Linked DNA regions of Danio rerio: region 1 is linked to region 2. Evidence: chromatin contacts called from public Hi-C data. All regions are on one chromosome and are shown on one strand. Each heading gives the region's core, a stretch centred on a gene start, on an enhancer-like site or on the middle of the called end of the contact. The rest is flanking DNA. Distances are from core to core; before and after follow the strand shown. Region 1 holds the start of rtn4rl2a (reticulon 4 receptor-like 2 a). Region 2 has its middle 18 kb from the start of crybb1l2.

Region 1 (2,964 bases), core at 135-2,634, 34 kb after region 2:
GCTGTAGTCCATCTGCCTCAAGATTTGACGTGTTGTGAGTTCAGAAATGCTCTTCTGCATACCTCGGTTGTAACGAGTGGTTATTTGTGTAACTGTTGTCTTTCTATCAGCTCGAACCAGTCAGGCCATTCTCCTCTGACCTCTGGCATCAACAAGGCATTTGCGCCCACAGGACTGCCGCTCACTGGATATTTGAACCACTCTCTGTACAACCTAGAGATGGTCGTGCTTGAAAGAATCCCGGTAGATCGGCAGTTTATGAAATACTCAGACGAACCTGTCTGACACCAACAACCATGCAACGTTCAAAGTCACTTAAATCACTTTTCTTCTCCATTTTGATGCTTGGTTTGAACTGAAGCAGATCGTTTTGACCATGTCTACATGCCTAAATGTAATGAGTTGCTCCCCTGTGATTAGAAATTGGCATTAACAAGCAGTTGGACAGGTGAACCTAATAAAGTGGCCCGTGAGTGTATGTGTGTATATACACAAAAATTCTCTGTAAGGACATTACACATTTTTACTATTGATGATTTTTTTCAGTGCTTTTTTTCACATACTAAAATAATCATAATTCTAGTTCATCAATACTTAATGTATTTGTTTTGAGTAAGTGACCTGATCAACCTGTTTGAATTATATATATATATATATATATATATATATTTTTTTTTTTTTTTTTATGTTTTATTTAAATCTTGAGTGGGCCAGTGTTGTAAACAATAAAACTATAATCCCCAAACATCTAGAGTAAAAACATGCCTTGGTTTGATCCAGGAAGCTGTCCATATAGGAACTGAGACCAAATTTGGTGTTGGTTTGTTTTTCCTTTTAGCTGTAAGTGACAGTAATTACATTCTTTAGTCACCCATTATCAAATCTGTTAAGGATGATTCCAACACTGGTGCTTCATATTTCTATATTTGAAGTCTTAACCCTTATGTCTCTAGAGCGCAAAGTCTCCCCTGCAAACAATGCGTTTGTTTCATTTGTTTCTGGCGTCTTTTTAATAATGCGGAGGACATAATCCAAGGGGACGGAGATGCAAAGCCAGAAACGAGCTGTGCGCCTCTTTCATGTGCCTCGTGCGCTCCTCCTCGCATGCTCTCCGTTCAGTCATTACCGGGCGCCGTGCCTGCGCGCTCCCCCGCCCTCTCCAAACTACGTCTCCACCATCGTAACTCTGAGCTAAGACGTCTGACTTCCTCGGTCCAAACTGGTGCGCGAGAGCCCTCCCCTCCTCTCTCCGCACCGCCTTTTCCGTTTGCCACCCTCGCTTGGGCTTGACCCGACTGGTGACGTAGAGAGATTCCGTGGTGCCCACAGCCGTAGGCGCGCGCTGCGCTCGGGTATATAATGGGCCCGGGACCCATCAGACGGCACTCTCTCAGTCGCTCCGACTCGGGAACCAGAGCATCAGCGGAGATAGCAGAGAATCAGTCTCTAAACTCCTCAGGCTAACTCGCTCTCGGCTTTGGTTCGGAATGGAAACATCAACTTTTACGCGGAGCCAACGCAGCTCCTTTGCGCACAACTTTAAGAGTAAGTTTCTGCTTTTTCTCTGTTCATTTTTGAGCTTTTGAAATCTGCTTTTGTAACGCTTAAGTTTTGGAAATGGATGTACTGAGATTTGAAGATTGATATATTCAAACGGTTTAGAATTGTATCATTTTTGCATGGTCTTACGCAGCTACAGTTGGTTAGAAAATATTTCGTCTGTGATGCATAATGTGTTTTGTGTTAATGTATTAGTGATTTGAATTAAGTGTTCATTCAAACAAGTGTACGCATAGCCTATATTCAAAGTTTTTAGTTTTTGGAACTTTAAATTGCAATTGTGTGAGAAAAGAGAGACTAATATTCAGAGTATGAAGAATATTTGCAGCATTAGCCTACATTTCCTATCACTGAATGTTGTAACTTTGATTTTGATTATATAATCGCACTTTTTCGACGACTTTAAATTGCTAACGGGCTGAAACTGAAAACACATAACGAAATTACATTGCCACATTGATAGAAAACAAATGCGTTGTATGGATGATAACCTGTTTGTGCGTTTGTAAATTAATTTTGATGCTAATCATTTTTGGAAACTAAATGTAAAACATCAAGCCACTAATATGTTTTAATACAAATTTATGAATTTAAAATGATACTTACGGACTGTTTTGGGGAGCTTTTCTGTGGATAACGAGCAGTATGCATGCGCTAGTAAGACAGTGTGACGTGACGCGCTCTCTCTCTCTCTCTCCTCCATCAGGCGCGCTCTCGCTCTGGCTGGTTGTCTGGCTGGTCGTGGTAAAGCCGGTGCCTGCGCAGAACTGCCCGCACCGGTGTGTGTGTTATCCGACCCCAATGACGGTGAGCTGCCAGGCGCAGAACTTTACCATTGTACCCCACGGCATGCCCTACGAATCCCAGCGCGTTTTTCTGCAGAACAACCGCATTACTGAACTGAGAGTGGGGTCTTTTGCTTTTGGCACACAGGTAAGGAACTTTATATGGATAGAATAAAACATTTAATATAATTACGTTTATAAATACAGATTAGAGAATTATATGCCATTTTTGTTGTTGAGTTTACTAATTTTGTTTTTCCTCTCAATATCTTCACCTCATTTTTCTCTTTCTCTGCCTTTCTACTTTTCTATACTTCAATTCATCACATACCAGGTTTTGTGGCTCTTCTCCAACAACATCACTTGGATTGAGGCCGGTGCATTCAGTGAGTTGCGCGATCTGGAGGAGCTCGATCTAGGTGACAACCCAAACCTGCACCGCCTTGAGGGTGGAGCTTTCCGGGGCCTAGAGAAGCTCCAGAGCCTCCACATGCACCGCTGCAAACTGGCTGCCCTTCCCCACGACATCTTTCACAAGCTCTACAGCCTGCAGTTCCTCTACCTGCAGGAGAACCAGCTCCACTTCATACAGGATGATCTCTTCGCCGACCTGATCAAC
Region 2 (2,771 bases), core at 67-2,566:
ATAGTAACATTTATACTCCTGGCACTTTTGACAACACTGCACAGAAACCATAGGTCTGGCGATCATACAACCAGTGCTCATTTGTAGGAGAGGCTTGTGTTTTGTTGGTAAAAAAACAAATGGTTGTTCTAACCCCATTACTCTGTTTATTATTTGGTCAAAACCAAAAAGAGTTACTTTGTGCCCCGCTCTCCCCTAACTTTACTGATTGGCATTGATGATACTATGAAGAATCATTAACATCCAATGTAAACCTTCCGTTTGTTTAGAATTTGAAAATGAAAGTACATTTCAGAAAGGGATAAAAAAAAAGGATAGTTCTGCCAAAAATGAAAATTCTGCCAATAAATTACTCAGCCTTCACTTCTTCAAAACCTTTCTTCTGTTAAACAAAAAAGAAGATATTTAGAAAAATGCTGGTTGCTTGGACCCACTGATTTCTGTAGTAATTTTTTTTTCTATTATATCGATGGGTCCCAGCAACCAGCATTCTTTAAAATATCGTCTTTTATGTCCAACAGAGAAAAGAAACTCAAACTGGGTCTAAAACAACACGAGATAGAGATTATTTTATAGCACCACTGTGAAGAACTCTTATTGATTCTTCCTGGGTTTGTTATTATTATTATTTATCTAAGCGTGTATTTCTAGGGTGTCATGGTGGCGCAGTGGGTAGCCCAATCGGCATTACTGTGTGGATTTTGCTTGCCGGTTCGCGTGGGTTTCCTCCAGGTGCTCCGGTTTCCCCAACAGTCCAGTGACAAATATTTGGTATAGGTGAATTGAGTAAGCTAAATTGTCCATAGTGTATGTGTGTGAAAGAGTGTGTATGGGTGTTTCCCAGTGTTGGGTTGCGGCTAGAAAGGCATCTGCTGTGTAAAACATATGCTGGATAAGTTGGCAGTTCATTCCGCTGTGGCGACCACAGATCAATGAAGAGACTAAGCCGAAAAGAAAATGAATGAATGAGTATTTCTACCTGATATGCCTGTTCAAATTATTGAAATTAGCATAATCTTAGTCAGGTTGAATCAGTTATTTATTAGATATTGACTGTAAGATCAGGTTAGCACAGCCTCTCTAACTAATGGATTATTCCATTCAAACACACACACACAGAAAATCTATAGACACATCCCTCTCTGTTTCATCTCTCTTCTTCTGAACTACAGGCATACAGAAATCCTGCAAAAGATTGTGTGTGTGTGTGTGTGTGTGTGTGTGTGTGTGTGTGTGTGTGTGTATGTGTGCGCGCAGTGGGTCTCTTTCTTGCGTCACGGCTGTGTTGTGAGTTAGCTGGGGGAGAAGCGCATCTTTTTCTGGAACTTCCTAAAAAGTCTTTCCGCCGAGAGTGATGTAAGCTATTTGTCTCAGTGTTTAACAAATGAGTGGGCGTCAACCTATCAGCCAGATAGAGAGAGTTAGAGAGATAGTGGAGAGCAGGCAAAAGAGTGAAGACACCTACAAAGCAGCATATTTATCAGACATACGCTGTGAAGAAAGGTGAAAATGTGCAGGTGTTGCCTGAAAGAGACGTTTCTTCTCCATTTAACTCTTCAAACACACATGTAGTGAGTCACATTTACAGTGAATTTAGATTCTATCTGACAAAATAGGTCAACGGTGCACTCCTAGCCAAGTTGTCAACCACAAATCAGATGTGTTCAGATTTTAATACACTGTGAAATTTATAGTATTACTGGCAATTTTGGTTGCTAGTAATACTGTAAAATACTAGAGAGCTTAACTGTAATTTAAGAAATCACATGCAATTACAATAAACACTAGCATCCTCACAACGCAAACACATTTAAAAACGCGCCACATTTTCACACAGCGCAAAAGATTTACAAACATGCATGGCATTTTCTCACAGCGCAAACAATTTACAAACATACATGACATTTTCTCACAGCGCAAACAATTTATGAAAATGTGCTGCATTTTCTCACAACGCAAGCAATTTATGAAAACGTGCTGCATTTTCTCACAGCGCAAACAATTTATGAAAACGTGCTGCATTTTCAGACAACGCAAACAAATTAAGAAAATGTGCTGCATTTTCTCACAAACCAAACAATTTATAAACACGTGCTGCATTTTCTCACAACGCAAACAATTTATTAACATGTGATACATTTTCAGACAACACAAACAATTTACGAAAACGTGCTGCGTTTTCAGAAAATACAAGCAATTTACGAAACGCGCTGCATTTTCACACAACTAAAACAATTTACAAAAACACCCTCATTTTCACACAGTGCAAACAATTTACGAACACGTGCTGCATTTTCTCATAGCACAAGCCATTTACAAAAACACACTGCATTTTCCCACAGTGCAAACAATTTACAAAAACGTGCTGCATTTTCTCACAACACAAACAATTTATGAAAATGTGTTGCATTTTCTCACAATGCAGTTTACAAAAAGGTGCTGCATTTTCTTACAGCGCAAACAATTTACAAAAACACCCTCATTTTCTTACAGCGCAAACAATTTACAAAAATGCATCGCATTTTCTCACAACGTAAACAATTTATGAAAACTTTGCATTTTCACACAACGCAAACAATTTCCGAAAGTGCGCTGCATTTTCACACAATGCAAACAATTTAAGAACACATGTTTTTTTTTTTTGTCTTCACGTTTTAGGGTCCCCTTGAAACATTTCCATTGTGTTCCGTGCTATTTAAAAGTGTTGTAAGAAAATGCAGCATGTTTTTTGTAAATTGTTTGCGTTGTGAGAAAATGCAGCACATGTTCGT

What was found. A called contact is a pair of places that touch in the nucleus more often than the background predicts.
Region 1: a contact with region 2 is called in a Hi-C map of an unstated tissue, with 2.4 times the contacts expected there. The contact joins the promoter of rtn4rl2a here to the enhancer-like site in region 2.

The regions. Positions count from the first base shown.
Region 1 is chr1:47,749,008-47,751,971 of GRCz12tu, forward strand. rtn4rl2a (reticulon 4 receptor-like 2 a) reads left to right here and starts at 1,385. Exons shown (of 3, transcript NM_203479.1): 1 at 1,385-1,545; 2 at 2,267-2,493; 3 at 2,680-2,964. The coding sequence starts at 1,488.
Region 2 is chr1:47,715,300-47,718,070 of GRCz12tu, forward strand. No RefSeq gene overlaps it. Among named protein-coding and RNA genes, the nearest start is that of crybb1l2, 18 kb to the left of the region's middle. Within about 2 kb of position 1,317, at least 4 of the 62 cell types and tissues checked have an H3K27ac peak or open chromatin away from gene starts, as enhancers often do.